Regions from separate parts of the Mus musculus genome. Here region 1 is linked to region 2. A link is a contact called in public Hi-C data. All regions are on one chromosome and are shown on one strand. Each heading gives the region's core, a stretch centred on a gene start, on an enhancer-like site or on the middle of the called end of the contact. The rest is flanking DNA. Distances are from core to core; before and after follow the strand shown.

Region 1 (3,695 bases), core at 941-3,440, 110 kb after region 2:
GTCTATGGAGGTGACTCTAGCTAAGACTCCTAACAGTGGGGGATATGCAGCCTGAAGTGACCACCTCCGGTAGCCAGGCAGGACCCCAAGTGGAGGGATAAGGACAGCAACCCACCCACAAAACCTTCGACCCAAATTGTGTCCTGCCTGCAAGATGTGCAGGGACAACGATACATCAGAGACTGAGGGAATGGCCCAACAGAACCATCCCACAGGCAAGAACCAAATCCCTGACACTACTGATGATACTCTGTTATGCTTGCCTACAGGAACTTAGCGTACCTGTTCTCGGAGAGCTACACCCAGGAGCTGATTGAAACAGCTGCAGACACTCATAGTCAAACATTAGATGGAGTTCTAGGAGTCTTATGGAAGAGCTAGGGAAAGGGTTGAGGGACCTGAAGGGAAAAGGAACCCCACAGGAAGACCCATAGAGTCAGCTAACCTTGACCCCTGGGTTCTCCCAGAGACTGAGCCACCAACTACAGAGCAAGCACAGGCTGGATCTAGGCCTCCTGCACATGTAGCAGATGTGCAGCTTGTTCTTCATGTGGGTCCCCCAACAACCAGAGTGAGGGCTGTCTCTGACTCTGTTGCCTGTCCGTGAGTCCTGTTCCCCTGAAGTGGACTGCTTTGTCTGACCACAGTGGGAGAGGATGCACCTTGTTCTGCAGTGACTTGAAGTGCCAGAGCGTGGTGATACCTGAGGGAGAGCTCCCTCTTCTCAGGGGAGAAGGAGGTGAGGGAGGGGCTGTAGGAGAGGCTGTGAGGAGAGTGGGGGACTGTGATCTGGACATAAAGTGAATAAGTTTTTAAAAAAACCTAAAAAACCAAACCAAACCAAAACAAGACAAAACAGATAATCATATAGAGTTTTAAGTTCCACACAAAGAAACCTTTGTCTGCTAGTTTTTCCTGTTTTGAGTCAGCCTGTAGTTCGGCCTGGCCTGGAGTATATCATACCTACTAGCTGGCCTTGAATTCATGGCCACCCTCCTGTTCGTACCGTTCCAAGTCATTGTGTAAGCTTTTTGCTCACCTTCAAATTGAATTTAGAACACTTTAAAATTCAATTTAAATTTCAATTGCACATGAAAGGGACTTGGATTGGGCTCGCCTCCCACACAGGAGGCCCTGGGTCCCGTGCCCAGCACTGCCTGTTTGTACGTTAACACACCTTCCCCCAGCACACAGGAATCCATATCAGAGGTACTTAAGGAAGAACTTCCTGTGCACAGCGATGAGGATGAGGTCTTAACACATCTATTTCACATGTGAATGAGAACGAATCACATTTGCCAAATGTGAGATATATTAACATAGTCCACAGTTCTGAAACTTATTAATGACCAGATTCTAGACAGAGCAGCTGGCGTTAAGTCCGTCCCCCCCCCCCCCCCCCCCGTGAGATTCAGGCTTGAGCCATTTTTACAGTAAGGAACATTTAAAATGTTCTAAAATGTCTTCCAGAAGAAATTGAGTTGCTTGCAATTTGTATCTATCTCCCTTTAATTTTGACAGCAGAATGGTCCTGAGGAGACATGGGTGATAGAGAAATGCAGGCTTTCTAGGGTGTTAATATAAGGGTACAGCCTCACTTATTGGGGGTTCAGCCCTGGCAGTACCGTGGTTTAGGTCGTTTCTCCTGATGTTTACCCATGGCTTATAAAGCATCAGACAGGCACTTAATGATCTTCTGGAAAGACAAACCAAGCTCTTTTCTGTTAATTTCTATTTCTGTATTTTATTTTTTAGAACTGGTTTTCTGAGACTGTTATCTGTGGAATTTGAGTTAGTTTATGCAAACAAATAATTTGAAATGGAATGAAGCCGTTATAATCACTTCGAGCTCTTCATTGTGTGTGTGATGTTTATAATAAAACAAAAACGTGAGAGAATTCTCTAAATAATTAGCTGTGATCTCCGCATTTATTCATGGACTACATTATTAGAGCATTTTATACACAATCTTAAAAATCCCTTCCTCAACGGCATGCCACGAACATTGACTAGACATACAATGAGGTCGTTTCAAAAGCCTTTATTAAGACTTTATCTTCTTTCCACAATAAATTAACGTGCCGTTGCGCAATGCGAAACAAATTTATTCACGGAAGGGAGATCAGTGCACCTTCCTCGCAGAAGGGGTGCGAATTCTGCAGCTGCACTTCTCGGCAGCAGCACCAGGAGGCGCTAATGCACCGTAGTTCGTTGTCCCTTTGCCAGCCCAGGTGTTGCCAGCCTGCTCTGAGCTCAGCATGCTCTGAACCTCCTGTACAACCCAGGACATGGCAGATGGACAAACTGCAGCCGCATTCGACCTTAGATGACGTTTACATAAGGGCATGATTTAGTTTCTTTGTGTATCTGGGAGGGAACTTCATGAGGTGAGGCGAAGGACTCTTTACTTTTCTTCCTATTTTTCGTGGTAAGATTAGTGGCTGCGGCCGGTAAGGGAGGGAGGAAACAATTCTTTGCTTTTGCTTGAATTAATTGCTGGCCATAAATAGCTTACGAAAGTCAGGGACTTCCGGCTGTGGAGCAGGAATTCTTAAGAACTGGAAGGAGCAGACCGAGTGTGATGGAGAGACATCTCTATTTCCTTAGAAAACAATGAAAATAGAAGATTGTGATTATGTGATTGTATGATCACGATCATATTTTATTTTAAGAAAAGGTAAACTGTCTTGTACCAGGCCATGTCTCAGAACATGAGATGCTGGTCACTGTTACAGTTTGGATCAAAAATGTTCAGTGGGAAGAAATAATCACAAGGCTTAAATTCCATAATTGCATTCCATCAGATGCATGCAAGATAACAAAAGCAAAGAGCATTTGTCCTGTAAATGACATGAAACCCTCACACAGCACAAGCAGTCAGTACATGTACCTTTTGCTTGCCTCCAGGGATATAATGGTAAAAGCTTGAGAGCTGCTGAATGTGGATGCTGATGGATGCTGCAAGGGCTCATCCTGCCCTTTGGGTTTCTTAAACTCTGTAACCAAGTTACTTATCAGTGGAAACCATCCAATAACAATAACAGAGATGGACTCGTGAACAGTAATTTATGTATAGTGTGCTGAGAGTGGAGTGTTGGCTCCCTTCTCCCTCTCTCCCTCCCTCCCTCCCTCCCGGATCCCCTCTATTCTTTCCCCTCATTTTGCCTCTTTTATGCTGAAACTATAAGCATGTGCCAAAATACCTAGTGTGAATCTTTCAAATAGCTGTAAAACAGAAGGTTCTCCAACAGTTGCCTTTGTGTCTATTTTTGATGCAGAAGCCAAACTCTATGTCCCTTCCACTCCCTAAACATATCCTGAAGCACTGTTATCCTCCCTCCCAGAAAATCTTTTCGAAGAACAACAACTTTGACAAGAAACTTTGAAAAAATTTAATTCGCCATATGTTGTGGTTTATGTGTGGGATACGGGCACTTGGAAGTCTGAGGCAGGTAGATCCTGAGTATGAGGCCACTTTAGTATGTTCCAAGTATGTTTCAAGCCAGTGTGCTAGATAGCATGGCTCTGTCTCAAAGGCAATCAAAGAACACAGAGAAACACATTAGCATATTTTTTGTTCACCAGACAAATAAGATGGATTTGTGAGATGGAGCTAGGTATTGAGGTCTATTGAAATGACCTATCAGGAAGAGATACAAATCAAGAGCTTTCAATAGAAATTTATATCTCTGAGA
Region 2 (4,060 bases), core at 1,156-3,655:
AAGGCCATTTATTTGCTGTAGAAATGAGCACAGACCCCAAAGTAGGGACTAGCCCAAGGAGAAGTTGAGGCACCACAACAAGAAAATAGTAGAAATGGGCAAAATGAACACTTTGCACTGCTGGTTTTAAAGTGAGTGCATTTCTTTATCTTCCAGAGACAATTTCGCAGAGTTAAGAAGGCTGCTGGGATCTGGGCTCAGTTATCACTAAGGAGAGGCATCTCGCTTAACAAAGTGACTCCCGATCTTTTCCTGTAATAATGAACACTTGTTTTCTTAGCTCCAAAACCCCCAATGAACCTGATCTGCGGGCCTTAAATACAGACCTTAAAATTAAATAAATTTATGTCGTCAGGGATGGGCTAATTCCTGGTTTAGTTCATGCTAACAGAAGAAATGGCTTCATAATAGTAACTTAAGAGAAGATCAAACCTCCCAGTTGTGTGTCTTGGTGAGTCTGAATTACCCTTTGGTTAGTTATCCCGGTTAGAGTGCACGCGTTGTATACACCTGCTGTTACTACGACAGACTTCAGACATGCATACGAGGAACTGAAGAGCTTTGCAGTTTGCAAATTCTTTAATACATACAGCATCTAGCAGCTCTGAACCTATGAGAGAAACATCGTCTTCACTGTAGGAGTAAAATTTATTTCTCATTTTGTCAATTAAATGGTTTGCAGAAAGGTTCAACACCCTGAAAACCAGTGTGTCTGAGTGCCGGAAATGCAGATAGAATCCAGTCTCAGAAGTGTTTATCAACTGAGGTTTCTTTTTATCTGTGATAGCCAACCCATGATGGACAGAATCCAGCTGTAACACCCTCCTCCCCCCTAAAAGACAGAAAGAGACAGCTAAAAGCTTGCAAAGTTCTTCAGACAAGACTTAGAAAGATGAATTTACTGAAGGGTCTGTAGGGAGTGGGGCGTGTTGGAAACTCTATGCCCAGAGCCAGGGGCAGGGTTCCTGGGTGACCAGGATCTCCCAAGTGAGCGAGCATTCTCATCTCTCAGTGGAGGAAGAGAACACAGGGTGGTCTTGCGCTAGCATCCTTTAGACCAGGTGACCCCTGCTCAGTCTGTTTTCTGAGTGAGCTGCAAGGACTGCCTGAGACGCACAGCAAGCAGTCTCCTGCTGGCCGGGAGCAGGTCCCCACCCACTGCTCACTGCTCTGTCCTTCCGCCATCCTCAGGTCCTCCGACATTTTCCATTAAGACACAGAGGTAGGATGAAGAGGAAACAACAGGAAAGTGTGTCTGCACCCAGCCTCTGCGGCAGCCAGAGAAAAGAGAGAAGGAGGCAGGCTAGCGAGGAGACAGCTAGAAGCTGTGATCCGTCCATAATCAGGAGAGCCAGATCTCACAGCAAGGGAGTCTGTAATGCACCCAAGCGGGGCAGCGCCTGGGGGCTGGTAGGCGTTCCTGGTCCTCACCCCCTTGGTTGCTGTAAAACAGACCAGGTGCAGAGTACACAAGAACTCGCTTTCTCTGGACTAAAGGGGGTGGGGGAGAAACAAAAGAGACTCTCACCTCTGCACCACACACACACACACACACACACACACACACACACACACACACACACACACACGTACGCGCGCGCGCGCACACACACAGCAGCTGCTCAAGGTATTTGTAAAGACATCACCTGCACCTGAATCTTTATTTTCCCTAAAGGCACCAAAAAATAAAGGGAGAAATGAGACCATCGAGGCAGTCCGCGGCTGAGACCATCTCGATTTATTTTCACCATCGATTCTCTACTAACCAAACAGCTATGAAAAGCCTGGGGACCCCGAACCCCTGAGCGCTCCCCCACCCGCCACCGCAGCACCCTCTCACCTCCTCCAGGTCCCCGAAGGTGCTGAGATTTCTCCCCGCAGAAGCAGGGACACCCGAAGCCGTGACCCGCAGGAGAGCGGTTCAGTCCCTCCACAGAGCCCGGGGACGCGAGTGGACCGGGCCCTGAAGCGGACCACGCGGGATTCAACTTCACGGAGCCGCGGGGCGGTGCTGCCCGCCGAGACCCGCGCGCCCCACTGCTTTATCAGCCAGGGCACAGGCAGCGGGCGCCCCCTCCGCCCTCTCTATCCTACCTCCCCCTCGCCGTGGGGGTGGGGGAGCAAAAGAAGAGAAAAAAAAAATCAAGCCCACCCATCAGTGCAAAGCAGACATTTTCATGTTATTATTTTTATTTTTTTTTATCCTCTCCGGGATTCAGAGGTCGCGTCTTACCGGGTAGACTTAGATGTGGGCGAGAGCTCCGGGGTCCGGGTCCGAGGGTGCTCGAGAGTGGGCTGCTCCGTCCTCTAGCGGAGCAGGCTCCGTGCCATCCGCCCAACTTCAGCACCCGGCGACGGAGAGAGGGAGAGAGGCCAGGATAGAGCAGAGAGGGAGGAGGCTGGGGTGGGCGGGGAGGGAGCGGAGCAGCTTGCAGCGCATGCGTCCGGGAGACAGGCGCAGCCCCTCGCCCCGCGCAGCCGGAGGTGAGGCGTCCTCCCCTCCCGCGGGCGCTCGGATGCGTGAGTCACTGTCGCGTCCCTTCCCGGCGTGCCCGCCCGGCGACAGAGCTCACAGTGTCAGTGTCTCTGTGCCCAGGCGGCTCTGGCGACAGCAGTGGGGGAGGTTCTGCGTTGAGGGTCGGGGTCAGGGGTGCTTCTTGGAGAGAACACACTTTGTGGGAAGGAACCTCCTCCCCCACCCCCCAGTTCACTTTTACCCAAAGCCCATGTATGTTCACCTAGTCCCTGGGACCATGCTTGCAAGCCTCTCAGGCACTCAGGCTCCCTTAGCCTCGGGCTTGCTTCAACCCTCTTGCCTGGGGGATTCAAGAGAAGGTAAAGTTAAGTAAGTTCTAGACTCTGCGTTATTGATGGCTTACCCAGAAATACCCAGGAATCCCTCCAGGCGCTCTCTGGTCTTAGATATGTGTACCCTCTGGGCCACTGGAGCTGGGGTTTTCAGCGAGAGAAACCTAAGGCAGAGCAGGGGTCAAGAACTCTTAGCCTGCCCTTGGTCTTGCAAACTTTATATGCCCCAGTACTACAGGGGAACGCCAGGGCCAAGAAGTGGGAGTGAGTGGGTAGGGGAGCAGGGCGGGGGTCGGGGGGGAGGGTATAGGGACCTTTCGGGATAGCATTTGAAATGTTAATAAAGGAAATATCTAATTAAAAAAAAAAGAAGAACTCTTAGCCCGGTTTGGAAACCTGGGGCCTAAAGCGTCCTTATTGGACCACTTGGCAGTCACAGGAATTGTCAATCTTTCTGCTCACCAGCAGAGCGCAGCTTGGTGGTGAAGGAGCCTAGATGCTTATTGCATGCCAAGTACTAGATTGTGCCTCCTGTGGTTAGGCTGAAGTGTTTCTGAGGGGGAGCGAGGAAAGCAGATATCTTTCTCTTTAGATTTCACATCTGTGGAGATGAGAGAGTTCCCGCGGGAACGACTAGGCTCTTCCCTGACAGCTAATTAGAACTGATTGTTTGTAGATGTCATGACACTCCCCTGCCAGGGGTCCTCCAGTGTGCAAATACTGTTGGCATTCCAGCCCACCTGAGAAAGCCCCACAACTTTCAATTAATATAACTCAGGGTCTTTTTTATTCAGCTACATCTACTGCTTTGGATACTAATACCCTGAAAGTGCACTTTCTTGGAGCCTGTCTACAAACTATTGGTCTGTAATGAGAAATAAATACAGAAGCAGAGTGTGAAATTTGGAAAAATTTCTAGCGATTTACCAGCACCATGGCACCTGGGTGCTTTGCTCAGTTATCCTTGGCAGCTATATTTAAGGGTAATTCATTTTTGTTGTTGGAGATTATGAAAGTTTATCTTAGTCCATTATGGCTGCTCTAACAAATACCACAGAGTGGGTGACTTACAGGCAACAGAAACTAACTTGTCACAATACTGGAGAGTGGAAGGTCTAAGGTCAGATTAAGTCAGATTGGATATTTTATGAGGGGTGGAGTTTATTTTATGACGTATGGACATGCTTTCTCCTCACATGCTGGAACACAAGACAGCCTCTGGGGTGACACTTATGAAGACCACTACACCCAC

Evidence for each region. A called contact is a pair of places that touch in the nucleus more often than the background predicts.
Region 1: a Hi-C map of forebrain shows a contact between it and region 2, with 2.6 times the contacts expected there. The contact joins the enhancer-like site here to the promoter of Rgs17 in region 2. A contact is called at or near these places in 4 of 484 Hi-C or Micro-C datasets (adipose-derived mesenchymal stem cells, cerebral cortex, forebrain and 1 more).

What each region holds. Positions count from the first base shown.
Region 1 is chr10:6,033,816-6,037,510 of GRCm38.p6, forward strand. No RefSeq gene overlaps it. Among named protein-coding and RNA genes, the nearest start is that of Rgs17, 110 kb to the left of the region's middle. Within about 2 kb of position 2,191, at least 14 of the 459 cell types and tissues checked have an H3K27ac peak or open chromatin away from gene starts, as enhancers often do. A contact at or near this core is called in cerebral cortex and forebrain, where this site is marked.
Region 2 is chr10:5,919,995-5,924,054 of GRCm38.p6, forward strand. Rgs17 (regulator of G-protein signaling 17) reads right to left here and starts at 2,406. Exons shown (of 5, transcript NM_019958.4): 1 at 2,234-2,406.